Linked DNA regions of Mus musculus: all the other regions are linked to region 1. The links are chromatin contacts, called in public HiChIP or PLAC-seq and promoter capture Hi-C maps. All regions are on one chromosome and are shown on one strand. The core of a region is the stretch at or near the end of the contact, and the rest is flanking DNA. Distances in the headings are between cores, read along the strand shown.

What was found. Promoter capture Hi-C pulls out the DNA fragments that hold promoters and counts their contacts. HiChIP or PLAC-seq counts read pairs in DNA pulled down with a chosen protein or histone mark.
Region 2: an H3K4me3 HiChIP or PLAC-seq map of pro-B cells shows a contact between it and region 1, with 6 times the contacts expected there. The contact joins the promoter of Sema5a here to the promoter of Mtdh in region 1. A contact is called at or near these places in 2 of 39 promoter capture datasets (hippocampal neurons and liver) and 3 of 115 datasets of contacts at active chromatin or transcription factors (embryonic stem cells, pro-B cells and stem cell-derived neural progenitor cells).
Region 3: a promoter capture Hi-C map of liver shows a contact between it and region 1, with 4 times the contacts expected there. The contact joins the enhancer-like site here to the promoter of Mtdh in region 1. A contact is called at or near these places in 5 of 39 promoter capture datasets (the 3T3-L1 cell line, cranial neural crest, liver and 1 more) and 2 of 115 datasets of contacts at active chromatin or transcription factors (the NIH/3T3 cell line and astrocytes).
Region 4: a contact with region 1 is called in a promoter capture Hi-C map of second pharyngeal arch cranial neural crest. The contact joins the enhancer-like site here to the promoter of Mtdh in region 1. A contact is called at or near these places in 7 of 39 promoter capture datasets (the 3T3-L1 cell line, cranial neural crest, hippocampal neurons and 3 more) and 3 of 115 datasets of contacts at active chromatin or transcription factors (cardiomyocytes, forebrain and stem cell-derived neural progenitor cells).

The regions. Positions count from the first base shown.
Region 1 is chr15:34,081,278-34,083,977 of GRCm38.p6, forward strand. It overlaps Mtdh (metadherin), which reads left to right and starts at 1,442. Exons shown (of 12, transcript NM_026002.5): 1 at 1,442-2,136. The coding sequence starts at 1,759. It overlaps Gm41291, which reads right to left and starts at 1,949. Exons shown (of 1, transcript XM_011245387.3): 1 at 465-1,949. The coding sequence starts at 1,730. The coding sequence ends at 1,197.
Region 2 is chr15:32,243,563-32,246,262 of GRCm38.p6, forward strand. It overlaps Sema5a (sema domain, seven thrombospondin repeats (type 1 and type 1-like), transmembrane domain (TM) and short cytoplasmic domain, (semaphorin) 5A), which reads left to right and starts at 1,251. Exons shown (of 23, transcript NM_009154.2): 1 at 1,251-1,737. It overlaps Snhg18 (small nucleolar RNA host gene 18), which reads right to left and starts at 1,100. Exons shown (of 2, transcript NR_038186.1): 1 at 820-1,100.
Region 3 is chr15:32,965,662-32,968,361 of GRCm38.p6, forward strand. The region is part of intron 1 of Sdc2 (syndecan 2); the gene reads left to right. Among named protein-coding and RNA genes, the nearest start is that of Sdc2, 46 kb to the left of the region's middle. Within about 2 kb of position 1,355, at least 6 of the 459 cell types and tissues checked have an H3K27ac peak or open chromatin away from gene starts, as enhancers often do. A contact at or near this core is called in liver, where this site is marked.
Region 4 is chr15:32,942,592-32,945,291 of GRCm38.p6, forward strand. The region is part of intron 1 of Sdc2 (syndecan 2); the gene reads left to right. Among named protein-coding and RNA genes, the nearest start is that of Sdc2, 23 kb to the left of the region's middle. Within about 2 kb of position 1,315, at least 42 of the 459 cell types and tissues checked have an H3K27ac peak or open chromatin away from gene starts, as enhancers often do. A contact at or near this core is called in second pharyngeal arch cranial neural crest, where this site is marked.

The sequences.
Region 1 (2,700 bases), core at 192-2,691:
GTGCATACACAAAGAGGAGGGAGTGAGAGAAGGAGGGCGAGATATAATGACAAGTATGTCCCTGATACCAAATACAGCAAGTGGAAAAAAAAAAAAAAAAAAAAAACTACAAGATGACCTGATCTTACTAAATCATTTACTTGCTAGACTGTCAAAGGGACTAGTATGCTAACCTACAATTTCTGTAATTCTCTAATTCATAAATCCACAGGTGATGATCTAAAACGATCAGTAGAACTTCTTAGAAAAACTATGACCAACCCAAATAGGTGGGGTTATAAATCTTATTCCAAAAATATGAATGGAATTTGTTAATTTTAGAGGTCATGCAGATCTCATTTTAAGGTTCTGGCCTTTATAACTTAGCCCTTAATTATAAGTCTGCAAAAAAGCTTAGCAAGAGTAGCTTATTACGTATAAAACTCTATTCCACCCATTAATCACAAGACTCATTACAATACTGATGGGTCAAAATACATGAATAGGTTTTTAGTTTGTATTTACTTCAGCTGCTTACATGCTAATTAACATTTAATTATAGACACTGTTTCCTTACCGCAAAGTCAAAATACAAATAGTAGGGTAGTCCTCAAGCATTTTTAAAATTAAGAAGGGAAGAAGCGCCTCAGCTCTTTATTTTTGGTGCTAGGAATCGACGCCAGAGCCTTGCATATGTTCAGTAAGCATGTTCTATTGCTGAGCGACATTCCCCAACCCACCTAGTTTCCTTCTAATGCTACATTTGACTGTTGGACAACACAAGCATTCAAAAATTGCAATTCTTTTGGGGTTGTATAAAAGCTTAAAATAATATGCTTCTCTTGCATATAAATACAGTCTAAGGGCTTCCTCTCAATATTTCCTATTAAGGCTACAAATCAGTAGAAAAATAATAGTGCCTCCCACGGGTTTGCCGACTTTTTAAATCTGGAGCCTGACAACAGACAGCAGGAGTGAACGACAGAACAGACGCAAACGTTGGCAAACGTTAATATGCTAGTCCGCCCCGAAGAAATACTCGGATGTGAATTACACGTGCTCGCTGCCTCAGAGTCCACCGAGCTCCCTCTGGAAGCATCCAACTGGCCCCTGACCTAGGGAGAAAAAGCCGGTCCACTGCACCACCACTGCAGGAAAGAGAGCGGAAAGCCTGCTCATACTCCGATGGGTTTGGCCGCCTTGCTCGTGCGCAGGCCTCACACCTGAATCCCTCTCAGCATCCAGAAAGCCCGAGCCTGAAGGAGTTCCACCGTCAGATTTCTAGCTCCCGCTTCGCAAGCTCCGAGTCGCCCCAAGCCTCCAAACCCACACAGCTCAAGGAGACCCCACTCCAAGACTAGAGTCCGCCCGGCCCCGCCCATCGCCCCATGTGACGCATGCCCCGCCCACAGCCTCCACGTGACCCGACCGGCCTCCGCGCGCAGCGTGGATCGCGGCCGGAGCCGCCATTGTTCCGCCGGGGGAGGACAGCGGGTCCTGGCGCTGGCGCCCCGACGCCGCTTAGCGGCCGCCTCTGGAGACACTCTGTCCCCGCCGCCCCGTGTCCTCCTGGTGGCGGCGGCGTGAGGCCGGCTGCGGAGACTGGGAACCTTTGGCTCTCCCCGTGGCGGCGGCGGCCCTCTATCCCCTACTCCGGCGTGAGGGTTGGCCGCGATGCGCTCGGCCTGAGGTGTCGCGGCCCTGTCGCCTCCCACGACTGTTCCAGCGGCGGCTCCGCTCCCCGGCGTCATCCCGCGAGTCTCTCTGACGGGAGGGAAGATGGCTGCACGAAGCTGGCAGGACGAGCTGGCCCAGCAGGCCGAGGAGGGCTCTGCCCGGCTGCGGGAGTTGCTCTCGGTCGGCCTAGGTTTTCTGCGCACGGAGTTGGGCCTCGACCTGGGGCTAGAGCCGAAGCGGTACCCGGGCTGGGTGATCCTGGTGGGCACCGGCGCTCTCGGGCTGCTCCTGCTCTTCCTTCTAGGTTACGGCTGGGCCGCGGCTTGCGCCGGCGCCCGCAAGAAGCGAAGGAGCCCGCCCCGCAAACGGGAGGAGGCGGCCCCGCCGACTCCGGCCCCCGACGACCTAGCCCAGCTGAAGAATCTCAGAAGCGAGGAGCAAAAGAAGAAGAACCGGAAGAAGCTTCCTGAAAAGCCCAAAGTGAGTAGTGGCGAGGAGCCCGGTGGTCAAGGGAAGCGAGAGCTCAGGTCGAGGTGGTAGGTGAACACGTTCCTTGAGAAGGGGGAAGTCGGAAAGTGTAAGAACCAGTAGGAAAGTCGCGTTTTCCTGAATGGAAATTAACTCCAGGGGTAGGTATAAATAAAAGTGACCAAACTTACAGCCATCATATGAGAACCTTGGTTTCCCCAAAAGCAGATCCTTCCTAGAGGCCTGTGAAAGAAAGTAGGCTGCATGTGGAGGTTAATGGGACCTTACAGTGACGTTGGGAAGTTCTGAAAAGACTGCCCGGTAGAGAGAGATGTCTATCTCAAGCCACGTTGAGACCTGAGACCGTCACGGAAGATAGGGGTGACCTAAAAACTGGCTTAAAGAGGATTACAGGTGTTCAGATCAAGCCATACTCATCTTAGTTGGAAATGTTAAAGGGAAATGGTTACCCTGTCTTATCCTGGTGAGTGTGGCCATTGGGTTGCTGGTACAGGAACTGGGCAAAAGGGAGCTGGCGATCTAATACGCCTTCGGGATATATGGCCCCGAGAAAAA
Region 2 (2,700 bases), core at 1-2,500, 1.8 Mb before region 1:
TGTGGTCCTGGATGAGCGGTGACACATTCCAGCTATTACCCGGTCCCTGTTTAGCATCATGGAACCCTCACAGAGGCCCCGAACTGTCACCGGCGCCCCTATCCCCTACCAGGGCACATTTGCAACCTGCCAATACCAGGATGTGATTGTGGCAAATGGGAACATCCTTAGGTCTTGCAGCTAAGAAACTCATTGATGAGGTTCCTTATGCAAAAGCACCCGAGGCCACCAACAAGGCCCGATATGGGAGGAAAACCTGAAGACATCGTTCCTTTACCCTATCCTGAGGGAAAAGGATCGCCAAGCATGGCTGTAGGGGCAGGGATCCACGGTTTCTGACTTTATCCTGTAATTTCCCCTCTTCACAACCTTGTATGTTGTTTAGAACTTGGTGAGTTGATCACTTCCTTAGAAGGAGAACTGAACAACGCGTCAATAAAGCTGCCTTCCCAAGGCATTTACTTTGCGTTCCAAGATAAACTTTTTGCCCCCATGCTCACTCAGTAAACTCCCAAGATACTTGCGGAGTACCAATTAGCCCAGCTGTTTCTGTCCATGAGGTAACCCTCTCCTAATTCCCATTAGGGCTACTTGGGAACCTCTTGCTCTATTTCCTTGGATGGCAGATTTATTCATTTCTCTGATCTATCCTTTTCAAGAACTGAGAGCCTTGCTGGGCCCAGCTCGCCTGTAAGAATCCGCGGCGGGCCCCTCACCACCCCCAAAGCACACCCCAGTCTTCTTATGATGACACAGAAGAACTGAATCTTAAACTTCCACTTTCTTCCCACCCGCGATCCGCCGGGGGCACGCACTTACCTGGAGCTTAGGCAGGCCTAGCAGACGCCACGTCTCTGGTTTGGGTTGAACTGCCTCCAGCCCTTTATACAGCCCATCCTGCAAAGTAGCCACGTAGGAGCCACCGGGCAAGGGGCGGGTAGCCAAAGAAGGTCTCTTCCAGGCGAGGAAGGGAGTTCGAAAAAAGTCACCAGTTGGGTGAGCTTGCACTCTGGTGGCACAAATAGAACTCCTGGGGTGTGTAGAGAGCCCCCTGGGGAGTGTTTGGGGGTCCCATCTCGGGAAGAGGCGGGGCTAGAGGAGGGGCCTGGGAAGGTCAGGGGTGGGTGGGGCGCTCAGTTTGCACGCGGGAGGGGCGGAGTAGGGGAGGTGCGGCGGAGGGGGCGGGGCGGGGGCGGGGCGAGGCGAGGCGGTCCTGTGCTCCCCGCCCCGAGCTCTGGGCCCGCTCACCCAGCGCTGGTCTACTCGCTAGGAAGGCGGCGTCAGCAGCGGCTGCTCACGCTGTGCCCACTCCCGCGCGCGCTGCGCTCCCGCCGCGGGTGGGCTCCTCAGCCCTTGGCTGACGGTGGCCCCAGCCTTGTGGCGACCTCTGTATCCCACCTTCCCACTGCGGGGGCGTCCCGGCACGTGCAATCCTTTTTGGGGGTGTTCTTGGTTCCCACGCGCAGCTACTAAGCAGAGGGTACCCAACTTTGCCACCTCACCGGTCGCCCTCTCTCGGCGCGAGCCTGTCCACTCAGCTGCACAACTGGAGACTCCGGCAGACTAGCTGGTCCCCAGCCTGGCGCGCTGCGAGAGGAGGATAGCTCTGGAGAAGTGGCGGGGTGCAGTGGTGGCGGCTGCCTCGACTTCCCTCGTAGTACACTGAAGAGGACCCTTGGAGCAGCTCCGGGCCCCGGGGCGCTGGATGACTAGCAGGAGGAACGCGCCCGGCATCTGGTGAGCTCTCTCCCCGCAGAGTCCCTGAGTGTCATAGCTGAGACCCTGCACGTGTGAACTGGACTCGGCACTGGTCCATTTGCGGGTGGTGTAAGTCTCTGGTAGGGTCACTCTGCAGACACCTGGGTGGGGACAACCTGGCAGAGGCGCGTGCAGGACTACCATCAAAGCGGGGGCGGTCGCAGTGGAGATAGTGCACGGGCTGGAAGTTTGTGTCTTAGCCTTTCCCTGGATACGAGCGTGGATTGAGAAGGTCCGGGTGTGCGACCGGTCAGTGGGCAAGCCTGCACCTCGGCCAGCACCTTTCAGGTACCCGTGGAGATCTGTGTGCGTAATCCGCGCTAGGCCAGGCTTGCTTGGTGGGATCTGGAACCGGGATTGGTGGTCGGAATCGCCTACCTCCCTGCACGGTGGACTAGGGGACATTTATTTTCCTGCTCTCTGCACAGGGGCTCTGCGGTGTTCGTGAAAATCTGGGGTTAGTGGGACCAGGGCACAACTCCGCCAGGGTGTTTTGCTGAGGAAGACTAAGGCAGGGATGGCGAAGCCTGGGGCTTCAGCAGGATGAGCTCCAATCGCAGAGCCCCCGTCTGCGGGCAGCCCAGCCGCACGCATTTCATACCCGGGTTCACGGTCTGGGGCCAGGAGAAGATCGGTGCTCAGGATATTCCGAGGAACTGTTGGAGGGGAGTGATCTCCGGCGATCGCCCTTGGAATTGGGCCCAGAGCGGGTAGGTCCCGGTCCCGGTACCCCTCACCTCCCGCCCCGGGCTTTGGCGGGAAGCGCTTTCACGTCCTTTTTTGTTGTTTGTACCTGGATGCGGTTGCCTTGAGTTGGGTTTTAACTTTCCTGCGCCTGCGGCGTCCCGGAGATTCCCGGCAGGGGGCGCCAAGAGCGAGCTTTCGGAGAGGATGTCACAGAGCTTGTTAGTGTTTTTGTCCTGGGCAAATGGGTCAGGGGTC
Region 3 (2,700 bases), core at 105-2,604, 1.1 Mb before region 1:
TACTGGTCCTAAACAATCCTGTCACATTATTTCTCTGCATATCTGTCTTAGTATTCTAGAGAGATCAGAAGTGGGACAGGTGACCTCCACTGAGAACTCAAGGGTGTACAGGTCCTGCTTGGGATTTCAAGGTGAATCCATGGCTTAACTAAATCTATTTATTAAATAATTTCTTCTCTTCTTCAGTGCAGAACATTTTTTTTCTACACAGAATAATAGTGAGAACGGTGACCATATTCCTCATTTGTCTTTCTTATATTTCTCCTACATGGCTGTGTGAACTTCCCAAGGGCCAGAGCTTCCTCATTCATCGTGATATGCCTGCTGTACTTTGCTCAGAGCAGCAGCAGCCCTAGGAAATTCTGTAGCTTTTTAAAAAATTTACTTAGTATATGAATGGGCTTAGAGATAATTATACCCACTTACAATAGATGAAGCAATTGTAGATTTTTAAAGCACATGAATGTTATAGACAACCTCATTTAGTATAATTATCATCTGGTTTATAGATAATTAAGGAACATAATTGTATATTTTTTACAGTTTGTTATTATGCATTATTTGAAGGCTGCCCTGCATTTTATGGGCCTATCACTTCATGATGTCACATAAGTGATCTGGGGAGGGGCAGAGGTGCATGCCTTCTTTAAGTTCACTGAGCTGTCGACTGTTACCAGTATATCCTGATGGGCTAAGTTGGCTAGCTTGGCTGCTTTGACTCCTGCATTAGCTAAGAGATAGGTTTTACTATTTCAACTCTTCTCTGCCTAGGAAACAGTTCTGGGAATATTTTAGTTTTTTTGTTGTTGTTGTTGTTTGTTTTGTTTTGTTTTGTTTTGTTTTTTGTTATTGTTTTAAATAAATGTTTGATAGTCAAGTCATTGGTGTCTTGTGAGAGTTCTGTTTACGTATATTGTTTCTTGAATTCTGATTTTTCACACACACAAAATCACTGCCAGTTCTCTGAATTTTACAGCTCTTAGCCTATTCCATGACTGATAATTTTGACAATTTCTCCCTTTTCCCCTCCCTACTGAAGTCATTCTGATGTCAGAATTCAGACAAAACTTAAATGAGAGAGAAACAAGACTAGAAACTGTATCCAGGAATAAAGGAGTTTGATGTAGGTCATTTGAAAAGTGTAAGATATAGACAAAGAGAGGGGAGATGATTCTCTTACAGCAGTGGGAGTCAGGACCAAGTCCAAGGCAAGGATGAATCCATGGCACTTGAAAAGACTGTGGTAACAGAAGCATAACCATGTTTCAGTGGAATATTGATCTCTGTAGAGCTGCAGATGCCCTAGAATCCAGTGAACTATGTAATCATCCATAGTCCTGCTTTTTTCTACCCTGAAACTCTGTTCAGTGTGGACAAACTCTGTTCTGTTCTGGGATTAGTGTATCTCCTGCGATCTGCATTGCCACCAGGCACCTAAGTGAGCTTGGAATGTTGGAACCACGCTTTATGAAACCATGCCTCAGATGGCAGTGCCTACAGCTTGCAGTGTAGTATTCAGATAAGTGCAGTTTAGTGCTGTACCCTGGAGACCCCATCAGGGATGCTAAGGAACCCTCAGAGGCTGTTCATGTAAGAGAGTAACAGCAAGCAGAAATTCAAGGTAGAACTTTTCTAGGGCTGATGGTATGGGCAGATGAGAACTGTTGAGAAATTCCAAAGTGTTTTTTGTTTGTTTGTTTGTTTGGTGTTGGTGTTTTGTTTTGTTTTGTTTTTCATTTGTCATTCATTGAGATGTTTTCAAAAGGCAAGCTTTTAAATCCGTTCCTCTGCAGGTCTGGTAATAGAGCCTCATAGATACTCCATATAATCCAGGACTAGAGATTGAACTTGGAGGGATATTTTAGTTGGGACCATGAACCCTAAATGTACTGAAGGCCACTGAACCAATTCCCTGAAATAGTAGAATGGTACAGATGTTTGCTTTGTGGAGAAGATGGGCCATAGCCTTGACTACATCCACAAACATGCCCTTACTAAGATTTGTCAAAGCAGACAAAGGAGTCATGAGATGTGTCTGGGGAAGGCAAGGCTGGCTGTCTTGCAGAAGACATTCCATTTGCTTCTCTGTATGGGTTGCCGCAATCATTAACTGGGATAGAAGGAACAAAAAGGGCGGTGTTGTGTAGTGTGTATAATAAATTTTTCTGTTCCGTAAGGAGCTGTGCCATTGGTTTAGGCTGAAGTACAAAGGGATAGCAATTTTAACAGTGAGGAGCTGAATTATATCAGCTTTGCAGCTGAAAGATAAAAGCTGGTATATGAAACAGGATCTTGTGTGAATGAGTTCTTCAAGTGTTTCAATAAAGATTCATCAGAGCAGTTAGCTCTCTAACCAGGTTACAGTCTCTGGCTTCTGATTCCTTTGTGGAATTAAAAATGCTTTTAGTAAGAGGAGCTAAACAAGCCTTTGGTTTGGATTTCTATATATTGATTTATGGACCTGGTGAGCATCCTGCTGTGAACTTCCTCTGCCAATGGTAACCATCACAATAAGCAAAGCTTTTCTGAACTGGCACTTCCACAGACCCTGGAGCCTGCTATATTAGGTGTGACAGTTTTTAAAAAGCAACTGTGTTAGAATGAAAACAGGCCACTTCTAAATGGTCTATTGATTTGCAAAACCTTTGTGTCAGAGTGAATAGTCTCATATCTGAGTTGAGAGGAGATGCTGACCAGTTT
Region 4 (2,700 bases), core at 65-2,564, 1.1 Mb before region 1:
AAAACCAGGCAATACCCAACAAAATCCACCTAAATGCCCTCTCTGAGGAGACCGAACAGAAGCAACAATGTGTCTGTCTTCTTTGAGAGCTGCCAGGCTCTGTGGGGCCAAGCACAGTGGCAGAACTCTGTTGGGAACCAGGCTGCAGAAGCGGAAGAGGAAGCGGAAGCGGAAGCGGAAGCGGAAGCAGAAGCAGAAACAGAAGCAGCTTGGTGCTTATGATTTCTGTGTGATAAGAGCAACTTTTCCCATTCTCCAGATAACTGTCTAGTAGATTTGCAAATCTATTTTTCCCTCCTCACTGTCTTTAATGAAGTCTTCAAATTCTAAAATATAATTTATGACTGGAATTTATTTAATATGGATTCTTAAGTCTCAAGGCGCTTCTCAAAAGATTTCAAAATTCTATGTATTCATTAGTGTGAACGTCTAACAAAGAATGTGCAATTGAAAAGGGCTGAAGCTTCAGATGAAGAGGTGGCTCAGCCATTAAGAGTGTGCATGTCTTCTCTGAGCTTGGCTCTCCACACTCACAACAGCTCTCACAGCTACCTGTAATTCCCACTCTAGAACCTATGCACGGGTAGCACACATTCACACAGGTGCATGCATATAAAGAAAACGTAATAAAAATAAATACTTAAAATGTAATTTGTATAGAGATCTGGGAACTCTTCAAATATTTACAACTAAATAAGAATCTAATTCCATTGAATCATTAAAGATAACACTTTTGCTTCAGGAGTCTCGGTCACCAAATTGTCTAAATTTATGCTTAACATGGAAAAATATTTTAAAATCATAATGGAGTTTGAATTGTTTGTATGCTAGAAGCAGTAATATAATATTAACTATACGAACAAACACGTAGTCTCTCATGAGTTATGCTGGCCCCTAATTTGACAAATTTAGTACATAGTTGTTACCTAGAACTGACTGGTTCTCAAGCAAACTTTTATTTTCTCGAGAGACTTCCTGGCACACGGTGAGTTGTGCTAATTATAGTTGATCTAAGAATCCAGCCAAGAAAACTTTGTAATGATGACCTTATTTTTAAAATGCATCCTGCAAATCCTTCTCCCAAACCTACAAGAAGAAAACATTTTCGCTAAAGCTAAGTTGTTAGTTATATTTCCAAGAGAACAAAACCAAATCATTTTTATTCTTGCGTACCATGGGATTGGATTGGAGAGGCATTACAGTGTCAGGGGGACATTCCATTGGGGTTAGGAAGTAGTGTCTGAGCTATATATTTAGTGGTGACTTTGGATGCTTCACTCACCTTTAATGTTGTGTAGAATACTGCCTGTCCATGTGAACACAGGCACAGTAAGAGGTCTGTTAACAGACGTTCACATCCACGGCTCTCTAGGTACCTTTCCCACCCCCACATCATTTATATATGATATTTAGTGTATGGACCCCAACCAGACTTCTGTTTGAAGTCCTTGAATCTGGAGAGGCAGCTTGATAAAGCAAAACAGAAATCTGTTGGCATTTTGAGAGTGGAGTTCACAGAGGATGTTGTTTGCAGTGTCCTGAAAACATACAGGCCAGCAGCTGGAGCAGGCCTGGTGACAGGCAATCTCACTTCCAGAGAACAAGGAGGGCTGAGCAGTCCTCTAAGGATTAGCTCCAGCTCAGCAGCTGCTGTCTGAGTCTGATTATGCACATCCGGCTCTAAGAGACCTGCATTAACCCTCAGCCCCTGGGAACTTCAGGGCTGTTTTTTTTTTTGTTTTTTTTTTTTTGTTTTTTTTTTTTTTTTTAAAACAAAAGACTCTTCCAGGGACAACCAAGGACTAAAGCCCAGAAAATGTAGAGGATAAAAGAAGGTGGCTCTTTGGGAGACTGAATTTGAAGTAGCCTTGAGCCAAAGCTGAAGAAGACCTGGCAAATAGTATTTGTCTTTGCAGACCTGGTGGCGGACATTGGGGGAAAGGACTGGACCAGGAGGGCTTGAGCAGCTGAGGAGGACAGAGGCTCAGAGAAGTTAAGTTACCAGCTTAGTCATTTTTCCACTGCTATGAAGAGAGACAGTATAGTATGACCATGGCAACTTAGAGAAGAACGCATTTAATGGGCACTTAAAGTTTCAGAGGATGAGTCTGTGACCATCATAGTGGGGAGCATAGGAACAGGCAGGAACACATGGCACAGGATAGTAGCTGAGAACTTAACATTTTTTTTCCCACATGCTTGAGGCAAAGAGAGTGTGCAAATTGGGAATAACACAAGCTATTGAAATCTCAAAGCCCAGCCCCCATGGCACTCCTCCTTCAACAAGGACACATTCCCAGTCCTTCCCAAATAGTTTCACTCACTGGGGACCAAGCATTCAAATATATGAGCCTATGGAGTCCATTTTAATTCAACTACCACAGAGAAAAATCATGTTTTCCCATTCCCCAGTTAGAGCTGAAGTACCACATGTCTGAAGTTGTTATCTTTACCTTGAGATAATCATTCATGCTTTTGAAAACTGACCTTAGAGAAGAAACACTGGAGAAAGCATTATGGAAGCTGGAGACATGGTTAAGAATACATACTGCTCTTGCAGAAGACCTGAGTTCAGTTCCCAGCAGCTACATTTCTGGACTCACAATCTCCTGTAACTCTAGCACCCAGAGATTTAATGTCTCCTGCCTCCAAGGGCATCTGCACACATGTGCGCATTCCCATATATAGTTAAAATAACAA